Regions from separate parts of the Triticum aestivum genome. Here region 2 is linked to region 1. Evidence: chromatin contacts called from public Hi-C data. All regions are on one chromosome and are shown on one strand. The core of a region is the stretch at or near the end of the contact, and the rest is flanking DNA. Distances in the headings are between cores, read along the strand shown.

The links. Hi-C and Micro-C count contacts between places; a contact is called where the count stands out from the background.
Region 2: a contact with region 1 is called in a Hi-C map of leaf, with 2.8 times the contacts expected there. The contact joins the promoter of LOC123055149 here to the enhancer-like site in region 1. A contact is called at or near these places in 2 of 5 Hi-C or Micro-C datasets (both in leaf).

The regions. Positions count from the first base shown.
Region 1 is chr2D:630,454,523-630,460,069 of IWGSC CS RefSeq v2.1, reverse strand. No RefSeq gene overlaps it. Among protein-coding and RNA genes, the nearest start is that of LOC123055148, 62 kb to the left of the region's middle. Within about 2 kb of position 2,044, at least 4 of the 8 cell types and tissues checked have an H3K27ac peak or open chromatin away from gene starts, as enhancers often do. A contact at or near this core is called in leaf, where this site is marked.
Region 2 is chr2D:630,710,240-630,715,967 of IWGSC CS RefSeq v2.1, reverse strand. It overlaps LOC123055149 (uracil-DNA glycosylase, mitochondrial), which reads left to right and starts at 1,321. Exons shown (of 7, transcript XM_044479105.1): 1 at 1,321-1,708; 2 at 1,791-2,011; 3 at 2,802-2,960; 4 at 3,625-3,655; 5 at 4,209-4,344; 6 at 4,489-4,572. The coding sequence starts at 1,474.

The DNA of each region.
Region 1 (5,547 bases), core at 795-3,294:
ACTCGAAATGATCATGCTCATGGGCAAGAAGTACTGTACTTTATGCAGTAGCATCGCGGCAACATGCATGTCACGCTTTCGTTCTCGAATCAAGATCAAGAGAGTATAAAGCACACAGTAAAAAAGCGCTTTGTGACAGACGGGGAATCGTATCGTATCCTTTGCTGGCAATAGGAGGAGCCTAGGTTTGCTCGAGGATCTCCCTTGGCACGAGCAAGGTGATGACTGAACTGCACGGTCGAACCCACATGACCCGCAGATACACTGAGCTGGGAGAGGCTGCCAAGTTGCCATGAAAATTTGGAAAGCGATAAAGATTCTCTCCTAAAGCAGGGACGCGGCGCCCTGTACGAGATCGGCGATATTTTCCGGAGGAGGATCGGACCGTCACCCCTCAGGAAGGCCATCTCCACCCCGCGACCCTAAACGGACGTCCGTTTTGGCCAGATTTTGTCCCTTTGGGACGCCGATGGGTTCGCCGTGTCCGCCTCTATCCGTTGGGTCGTGCGTGCGCCCACCGCGCGGCCGCGCCCCAAATCACGTCCGCGTTGGACATGATTTAAAAATATAGCAAAACGTAAATGAAATGACTTAAAAAATAAATAAGCGCAGTTTAATAAACTTAAAACTTGGTTAGGAGGACACGGCCACAAAACGGCCCAGTTTTCACGTCGAACTTGGCATAATTAATAATAAACATAAAAAAGAAAATAAAAAACGGCCGCCGCCAGCGTGCTCCTGCCCGTGCCCGTCAATGCTGTCGCCGGCGGCAGAGAGTGCCATCGCCTCCTCCAAGCCGTCCCATTGGCGCTCGTCGTGGGTGTACATGGAGTCATCCATGACACGCTGCACGAGCCGGGCCTCCTCCTCCGCTGTAATGCGAGGAGGTGGAGGGGGTGACGGAGACGGGGAAGGCGACGGCGTGGGCGTGAGGCCGCGCACCCGTGTACGCATGCGCACCTCCCAACGTGGCCGCCGCGGCCCTGACACCATGCCGGCGAAGTAGGACGCGCGGCGAGTGTCGTGCTCGTCCTGGAGCCATGTGTCCCAGAGCACCGAGTCGGGGCGTACCTGTCGTCGTAGAACAGGTCGTCGGGGAGGAGGCGGCGGCGGCGCTCAATCTCATCGCGGCGTGCACGGCCGCTCGCCGGCACGGGCGGGATCGGCACACGGTCGGCGCTGAGGTGCCATCCGTTGGGGAGGTGGACGTCGCTCCACGGGAACGGCGTCCTCGTATCCCAGTACCGCCGGCACACGTCCGCCGCGAGGTACTGCCGGTCGCGCTCGCCGGCGGGCCTAGGGTTAATGGTGAAGGGGGCCGGCGCGGGGGCTCGACAGGAGGAGCGCGGCGGTGACGCGGGCTCCTCCTTCTTCACGGAGCCGCGGCGGCGCCCCGAGGAGGAGCCGGCCTCACGGTCGTGCTTCCCCTTGCGGTTCCAGAAGCCCATGGCTTCGAGGTGGTCGGCCGGCGAGCTCGAGGACAAGGGAGGGCTAGGGTTCGGCGCTGTCGGGTTTCAAGGAGGCCGCGGGGTGGCGTGGGGCAGTGTGGATGACGACCAGTCCATGGTTCCCACTTAAAGAAGGACGGCAACCCTTCGATGTGCGGATGACAGGTGGGGCCGCCCGTTCGTGCGCATTGATGTGGGCGAGTGTGAGGTAGGTGGCCGCCTGCCACGCGGCCCCGACGCGCGGACGAGGCGCGCGTCCGTTTGGTGTCCGCCACGACCCAAACTCGGCGCAAGTTTGCGCTTAAAATGGGTCGGCCCGGACACAAAACGGATAAGATGGGTTCAGGCCGCCGCGTGCTGGGCCGCCTCATTTGTCCCTTTTATCCTAAACTGACGGGGCCGGATAGTATAAGGTCGCGCGGTGGAGTTGGCCGAACAGACGCTCTGTGGGTGAATTTGGAGGATGCGTGCATGCGTAGCCGGGGCCCTGCTCTCGGCCGGCAAGGCAACAGCGTCGGCCTCACGTAGAGCGGGGCGGCAAGGTCACGGGCGTGTCGGCATCGGCACGGCCCCCGCCGACGCCAGCCATGAAGTTGCAGGCCTGGAGCCGCCGACCAGAACCTCCGATCTCCCGAATCCTCGGTTTGGGTCACCACCGTTGGCCTTGTCGGCATCAAGGTTCGACGGGCAAACGAACAAAAATTCACGTGCCTACTTCAGCAGATACGTACCGGCGCCACATGCTCCACTGACGCTGTTTTTTCGAGAGTATCTAAAGATAAGACCAACCCAAAGACTAATCCTTGTTGTCATTTTTTTATAAAAGAAACTTCATGAATATCACGCGTCAAAATCGGGGTTTGAACTTGGGTGGGCTGGCAGCTATCACAGCTGCCCAGCCGACGGGTCGACGCCCCGTCCTCTCTCTCCACTGATACTGTCAGCGGCCGGCTTTCAAATATTTCCGGTGCATAGATCGACCGGAGAATCGGCTGCGCCAGGCCGTGCACTCGCGTCAGTAACCTTTGCCTGCTCAACTGAAACGATAATCACAGCCTGCTTAATTAATTTAATTTACGACCTCCACTTAGCCGTGTCAGGTAGTGCTAATTTTCTAACTCTCTGTTGCTAGTATTACAGTACTTTGAGCTGTTGATGCTATTCTGAACTCATCAGATAATTACTTTCGGAAAAACTAACGCCCACACGTGTGGGTGTTTGCAGGTCGTCCACACGCCTCCATCACCACTCATTTTGCCACGTATGAATAGGTGACATCAGCAGAAATCTTTTTGGTTTTCGGCTTAAAAATGTTTTATCTTCTAAATAAAAAAGCGAACTAAAAATTCGTTTTCACCATTAAATCCGTCTCGATGAGATCTTCAAAACTAGACCCCATGTTGATATGTTTCGACGTTTTTTTTTTGCCCAGAAGTTGCCATGATGTTTTCACTATAGTTGCCATAGTGCTTAAACTAAAGTTGCCATGTGGCAATTTTAGTTTGTAGATCATGGCAATTTTTGTTTTTTGATGATGGCAATTCCAGTATTTTGACCATGATTTTTTTTATTGAACCATGGCAATTTTAAGTGCATGTATCATGGCAATTTTAGTTTATGATGCATGGCAAGTCTAGTTTCTTGATTCTCTGTTTTATAATATGTTAAAATTTAGTTTTAAATGTAAAAGAAAATAGTTGAAACATATCATGGCAACTTCAGTGTAAATATCATGACAATTCATGTGCAATAGACATGGCAACTTTTAACTAAAAAAATATTTCGCCGAAATATATCGATATGAGATGTAGTTTTGAAGATCTCGTAGCGAGGGATTTAATGGTGAAAACGGATCTTCAATCGGATTTTTCATTTAAGAGATAAAACATTTTAAAAACTAAAAATCCAAAAAAATTCTCGCATGCATGCATGCGATGATGTGGCAATCTATTTGCATTAGAGTCGTGTGGTGCCTCTCCTTTCCTGCCACACGTGTGGCAGTTATCAACGTCCAAATACTTTTCCAGCGCGACTTGATCGCTGGTAGGATTTTTATTCCTCCTAGATGGAAACACGATGTCAACAGAGAGAAGAGAAGGGATAGCAAGAATATCCGCTCCATGCCATTGACCAGCTAGCAAGAATATCTCGTTAAATATCTACGGGGAATCACCGTACATATCGGTATCGTGGTGTCACACCCGGCAGAATAGAAGTTTCTTCTTTTCTCCAGTCTAGAAAAATGTCTCATTAAAAATCTATACGGGAAATCTTCATACCTGTAGAAGTTTTTTTTCCTGGTTGCTTGAGAATATTTTCATGAAAATGTATAGTAAGGGTCACGTACGAGTACGTTATTGTCTTGGTCGTCTGCTAATTCCAAACGTCCATGTTACCTCAACCTCTTGCGTCAACCACGTATCCTGGCCAATCCGATGGATCTCGGTGAAGAAACTTGTCACCTGTCTCGTTGAAAAGCTCAAGCCCAACAACCGCGTGGGCGTGCGTCTACATGTAACCTGCATTGACCCGTTCCTTTTTTTTTTCCTCTTCTTCACAGCGCAGTAGTTGGTCGGTCAGGTGTGGTGCGTTTAGTGAAAGATTAAAGAAAGAAAAGCAATCAGTGGGTGAGATCAATTGTTTTGTGCAAATCTTGCTCACATGGGAGGGAGCCTGCATGTGCACCCCAAATCTCTCTCTCTCTCTCTCTCTCTCTCTCTCTCTCTCTCTCTCTCTCTCTCTCTTGCATGATCGATTTTGTCAGAGTATTACACTGTAGAGTAGTATCGTGGACGCTACAAACAAAGCCTGGTCCTCCTGGCTCTGCTCGCCTGCGACCGGATCAGTGCGGACATCGGCCATGATCTTCGGGGAATGCAGGCTGCTGGGATCCGTTGTTGACAGCGGCAGGTCGGGAATTGGCGTGTGGACAAACGCGTCCAGCCTTGCGGCGTGCAGAACCAAGAAACGGGAACGCCGGCCGGGTATGTTTTTCACACACACTATGCAGAGCAGGCTGTGACTTGCGCCGTGGTCGTCCGAACGCAACCTGTAAATCTATTTTGCTTTAAATTTTGTGCTTGCTGACAGGCAGGTTCTTTCTTGTGTGGACATAGGCCCTCGTGTAGTGTGTACCCAAGCTGCGCCAAGCAGCAAGCAGCTAGCATTCCCACACCATGTCTGACCATCGTCAAGACTCAAGACTCAAAAGGTCTTTGCCCAGTAGAGTGCCGTAAAGTAAAGCAGCTGCAAATTGGCTCGAGGACTTGCTTTCTCCTAAAGGGCAAAGGCAATGCCAAAAGGCCAGCCTCGCACGATGCAATCTGCATTGCCGGTTTTGGAAGTCGAGAACCATATCTATCTATCTGCTTTCTCCTCGACCTACTCCTCCGGCAGGGAAAAGGGTTACATACTCTCTAGTAGTACGATCTCTAGCAGATAGGCTGAGCTGGGAAATCACCAAGTTGCCATGGAAAGTGAGCAAGATTCTTTCCTTTCCTTTCATTTACTGAAGCGGGGCGCGGCGCCCGGTAGGAGATTTGCGATATTTGTGCCAGAGGAGGATCAGATCAGACGCGATCGGATGTGCATTCATTCACAGGACACCGTCACTGCTCAGGAATAGAAGCACATCACTGCGCGTGCCCGCCCTAGTCCTGGAGGTGGAGGAATCTCTATCTGCTTCCGGGTATAGGCAGTAGTCCTACACCTACGTACGTACTACAGTGCAGTACAATACGCGTACTACAGATACGCTGTATGTATCGGGTGGCTTGGAGGATGCGCGCGCGCTCGCGCGCATGTGACACGGCGTACGCCCGTAGCAGCAGGGTTCTCTCCTCTTCCCCGCCGGCAAGAGGCCGACTCATGATGCTGCCGGCGCTTTTTTACGGGATTTTTTTACTAGCAGTTGGTATGTACTCTACTGTCAAGTGTCAACAGATCTGCCATTCCGCTTGCAAGAAACGTCATGTACAGCGAGTCGTACCTCACCGACGATCTTGTCCAGTCCAAGATCTCCACGATCCGATCAGGTATCATTTCATTTCTACCAAGCTGGAGGCTGGAATCAGTAGCCTGTCGACAACTCTGCACTAGT
Region 2 (5,728 bases), core at 72-2,571, 260 kb before region 1:
CCTACTAGTAGCAAGTGAAGGATGATAGTGTCATATCTCACTCTCAAGATGACAGAGCGCATGATCACGTTGTAGGTTTTTTTTCTCTATGTTGTATTTTCTGTAATCTTTCGAGATATAGTTGCTATTGTGAATTTTGTATTTTGTATTTGCATTTCCGTGAACAAATCGGCTTCTCTATTAGGGTGCAATTTTATTTTATTTGAACACCCAATGTTGAATTCCTGGATCTGCCACTGTTGGAGGGCGGCTGGTTTACTTTAAGGAGAGCTCGATTTTTTTTCTTTAGTGCCTTTAACAGGTGGACGATGTGGCTATGTTTTAACAGCAATTGTAACCCTAAGGTTGTAACTATGGTGGAGACCCGGAGGGTCTCTTCACCTTTTTTTCCGTTAATATATGATATGCACGCTCATGCATATTTGAGAAAGAGTTTTGATAAGTTTGTTATCATATTTATGTGACCGGTATTTTTGTGTAACTACCTGGGAAACAATCGCTCAATTGTAGCACCGATCTTAGTCGAGATTGAAGAGGTAGCTTCATCTTTTAACTCTTTTGTAGTTCAGCATTTTATCTAGATCAGTGACCGTACCAGCCCATTTTTATGTCAAGCGTGCTTGCACATCGAAAGCCGGCTAGAACGAGAACCTTCATTCCTAATCAGCAGTCTCATCACGGACTGTCCTAGGAATGCTTTTGTTAGACTAGTAATAATGTACGTGCAATGCATGTTTATATTATTAGATAGAATATTAATTGCACATTATATTAGGTAAGATATATCTGTTGCACGTTGGTATTTGGTTAGATATCAATTACTTTTTCGCGGAATGGTAGGATATTAATTACATGACAGATTTTAAGGGATAGCGTTGAGTCAAAACATGTTTATAACCAATGGCAGTGGTGGGTAATTAGAGCGTTAAACGTGTTTGGTGCTCAACATTGGAGCGATTTAAATCGCTAGATAACATGATTTGACGGTCGAGATGGTTTGGATCTGCCATTTGGGTCTTTTTATATTGGTATAGATAAAGCTCTCAATGCATGACACACACGTGACACGTAGCACCCGACCTGCCTTTTTTTTCTTCTTCTTTTTGAGGGAGCGGACCCGAGCTCTGTGGGCCGGGCCAAGAGCTCCACGAGACAGTGGCAAAGCCCCATCGTTGCTGGTCCCTCGAAGCGGAGGCCCATCGTTTCTGTTCGTCAAAGACAGTGGCAAAGCTTCTTGGGCTTCCATTCTTGCTGAAACCATCCGGCCTTCTTTCCAAGTGCATCCGAGCCCACCAATAACCCCGGTGGCCACAACGGCGGCGAGCACCACCGCAGCGCCCAAAAAATCCCGCCGTCGCGCGCCCATTTCCCCCACCTTCCCGCCTCGCCACGCGCGCCCATTTCCTCCCCTCCAACCAACCGCGGCCTGCCGAAACCCCAATCGAAGCCCGTCCCCCGGAATCCCCGCCCCCCATGGCGCCGTCGCCGCCCACCGCCCCCAAGACCATCGCCGACTTCTTCGTCCGCCCCGCCAAGCGCCTCCGCTCCGGCGCAACCACCACCACCGTCGTCGTCCCCGCCGCCTCCCTCTCCCCCTCCTCCGGCCCCTCGGACCCCACCTCGCTCTCGCCGGAGCAGCGCCGCAGGGCCGACACCAACCTCGCGCTCGCCCGCGCGCGCCGCAACCTCCGCCTCGCCGAGTCCAAAGGTACCCTCTTTCTCCGCGCCCCCCGCTCCCCGGACCCTAGCTAGGGTTCTAACTGAACTGCTGGGGGTTTCGCATCATCTAGCGGCCGGCGGCGGCGCGAAGCTGGAGGAGCTGCTCGTGGAGGAGACGTGGCTGGAGGCGCTGTCCGGGGAGCTGCGCAAGCCTTACGCGCTCGACCTCTGCCGCTTCGTCGCCCACGAGCGCCTGCACGCCAAGGTGCCCGTCTACCCGCCGCCGCACCTCGTCTTCCACGCGCTCCACACCACCCCCTTCCACAGCGTCAAAGCCGTCATCATCGGCCAGGTACCCAAATACCAAGTCACTCAAGTCTACGAATCCTGTACTTGCTCACCTGCTGCTTCATTATGAAGAAATGTTCGACCGTTTCACTAATTTAATTTCGTTCTGAAGAAATTTGCGTCTAGAATTTCTTTTGGTTACAATGCTGCTTGCTATATGGAGTGATGCCATCAAATTGAAATATGGATAGAAAAAATTGGCAACGCCGTATACAGAAATGGAAATTGTTGCTTCTGTTCTGCGTATTCATATTATGCTAGAATAACTGATTTGTGGTTACAGTGCTGTCTGCTGTATGGAGTAATGACATTAAACTGAAACATGGATAGTATAATTTGGTAGTGCCATATGCAGGGACAGGAACTGTTGCTTCTGTTCTGCATTTTCATATTATCATGCAAGAATAACTGGTTTAAGGCTATTTTGTTTGTGTGATCACATTGTGGTGCGTGGCATATTTGCCACATGGCCCACAACACTTTGTGGCCAGAAAATATGCCTGTCATATATATGCCTTTCATTCAGCTATTAGTCGGTGATCCAATTTTGCTCTGTACTTACCATATGTTCTTCATTTGTCTTTGAACCTACCTTACATCTGTATCACGCACTAAGTTTCTGATTTTAGTGTTTTCAGTCTATTTTTCTATTTCTGCTTTAACATTAACGTAATAACTAACGGTGGCTGCCTAATGATGACAGACTAAGTTTCTGATTTTTTTCTTATTAAAGTGTAGATTCGTTGGTAGCAATTGTTTTCAGTGTCTCATGTTGCAGATTGTCTACTTTTCAGGATCCATACCATGGTCCTGGCCAGGCCATGGGATTGTCGTTTTCAGTACCAGAGGGGATCAAAATTCCTTCCAGCTTACAAAACATATTTAAAGAGCTGCATAAAGATCTAGGGTGTACTATACCATCCCATGGGAATTTGGAAAGATGGGCTGTGCAGGTAAAATGGTTAGATAAGACGTTGGAGTAAATAATATATGCACACGAACAACAAGTTTATGTTCTTAGCTTACCTTAATATTAATTTCCGTTGCACTACTAGGATCAGTATGTACTAATATACCATGAAACAGTTTGCTTCTTTTCACATGTTACAACCGCAAAGGGCTCAGGCAGTCTTGCAGTTGTATTGCAGAGAGGATATCTATCAAGTCCCCAAAATCATGTTACTCTAGGAATCCACAAAGATTTTTGTGTTTGTTTTGTGTAAATTTGATTAACTGCCCCCCTCTTCTTATATTCTAGTTTTGGCCGAATCCATGTAAACATATCACTACAGTTATCAACTGAACTAAGTAATTTTACATTTTGTTACCATTTATCCCATATAGGATGCTGCAGAAGCAATTGGTTTGCTACACTATATTTAGTTCTAACAATTAGAGTCTGCTTGAATGGGCAAGAACGCGACGATGAACCTGAAACAAGGTAGCTTCATGAGAATTAAGAAATATAGAAAACAATGCCTGCTACAGCGTATGGCCAAATTTGCTCAGATTAGTGCTGTTTCCTCATTTCCCAGCAGCACCCCATAAGTTCTCTTTTAACTTTCTTTTGGAATAGTGCTTACTAACTCGAGAAAAAACATGTATCTTGCAATGCAGGGTATTCTTATGCTCAATACCGTGCTAACAGGTAAGCCTGTTTTTCTCATCAGGATTGAACATCTGTTGTCCTTGAGCTCATATTCGTGCACACCAATTTGAATTACTTTATGCACTTGAATCTTGATACAGAAACTATGCTTTTTTTTGTTCTATTTAGCTTTGCTTCGCTGTATTCTTGTAGTTGCAACTGTATTTTTCCTTTTTGCTGTACTTGATATTATTAGCTTCCTCTAGCTTGGTGGGAATTTGTGGATCATTTTCTATTTGGCATTGTAGACCTAGAGTTCATTATCTGAGACAGCTGTTTGTATTATGGGTATGTACGGTAAATTTATTTATTTATTTATTATTAAAGCTTCCCATGGCCTTAATGCTAAATAGGATTGTAGGACTTGTTTTCCAGTGCCTCATTTACTTCTGCTAGTGTTGAAGTATGACCTTGATATTGTTGTATGCTGTAGTCATTGTTCTTTTCGACTTTAATTTTAGCATTTGAATTTATCTCTTTGACACACTTGTATGTTGTGGTAAAATTGACCTGTTCGGGAGTTATACCTAGTCTTCAATTTTTTACTGAGCAGTGAGGGAACACCAAGCCAACTCGCATGCCAAGAAAGGATGGGAGCAGTTCACTGATGCTGTCATTAAGACAGTATCACAAAAGAAATCAGGATTAGTCTTTATTCTCTGGGGAAACTCAGCTCAAGCGAAGATAAGGTAAGCACTTTCATCTGGAACTCTACAGACTGTAACACAGTCATGCTGAAACAAGACACAGACATTCAGAGTACATACTGCTTGTTATCTTTGGTCTTTAGGAAAGCAGAGATATTCAGAGTACATGCTCGTTCGTTTTTGCAGATTGATTGATGAAACAAAACATCACATTCTAAAATCTGCTCATCCGTCAGGCCTGTCTGCAAACAGAGGTTTCTTTGGATGCAGGTTTGTTTTCCTTTTGGTTTTAGTATAAATCTTGTTCAATGTCTTTTTCCTGGGTATATAAATAAAAGAGACATCAACTCCCTCCATGGGAACTAAAAGTTGAAAAGGATGGAAAGATGGAGAGAAATGAGAAAAGATTTCCCAGTTGCATGTCAGTATGTCACTTGGGTGATTCGGGTGGGCACAAGAATAAGAGGATGATTACCATTGACAAGAAATATTGAATCGCTATATTTATCACCACTTGCACTTGCTTGAGGCTAGGTAGTACGAAAACCCACTTCACTAATGGCCCGTATCTCTATCTCTGTCACCGTACATGTTCTCTAGTAGTGGTGTGAACAAACCTTTAACTCTACCTGCACCATTATCTAATGCCACTGTCCGTGCACGCAGATGAACACACGTCGCTTTCGCATGTCAGTGTCCTGTCTTTAATTATGCAACCCGATATTACTTTCACCTTTAAACTCACTGCTGTTAAGGGCTCTGCATAATACGGAACATCCATTATATCGTGGCATCTCATGCCTTGTTGATGGGGCGGCCGATCCAAGCAAATCAAACGCTACTTTTCCCACTGTGGTTTTCCTTGAAGACTCCTCTCGTCTGCTATTATCCGCATTATGACATGTCCTGTTTGTGTCCTGTCTTAAACTTTCCCAACTCGATATTGCTTTAACCTTTTCATTCACTGCTGTCAGTGGCTCTGCATAATACGTGAGAAACGATAAAGATTTTCCAGTTGCATGTCAGTATGTCACTAGGGGGATTTGGGTGGTCATAATAAGAATACAAAGGATGATACCATTGACAATATTGAACTGCTATATTCGTCACCACTTGTTTACTGGCTCCGTATCTTGGTCATTGCACATGCTCCAGTAGCAGGTTATAATGATTTATCCTGATTCCTATGAACACAACTTTAATTCTACCTGCACCATCATCAAATGCCACTGGCCGTCCACGCCGATGAACACCCGTCACTTTCGCCTGTCAGTGTCCTGTCTTAAACTCTCCCGACTCAATATCACTTTCACTTTCGCCTTTTCACTCACTGCTGTTAATGGCTCTGCATAATATCGTACATCGATTAGATCGCGGCATCTCGTGCCCTGTTCATGGGGCCGGCCGATGCAAGCAAATCAAACGC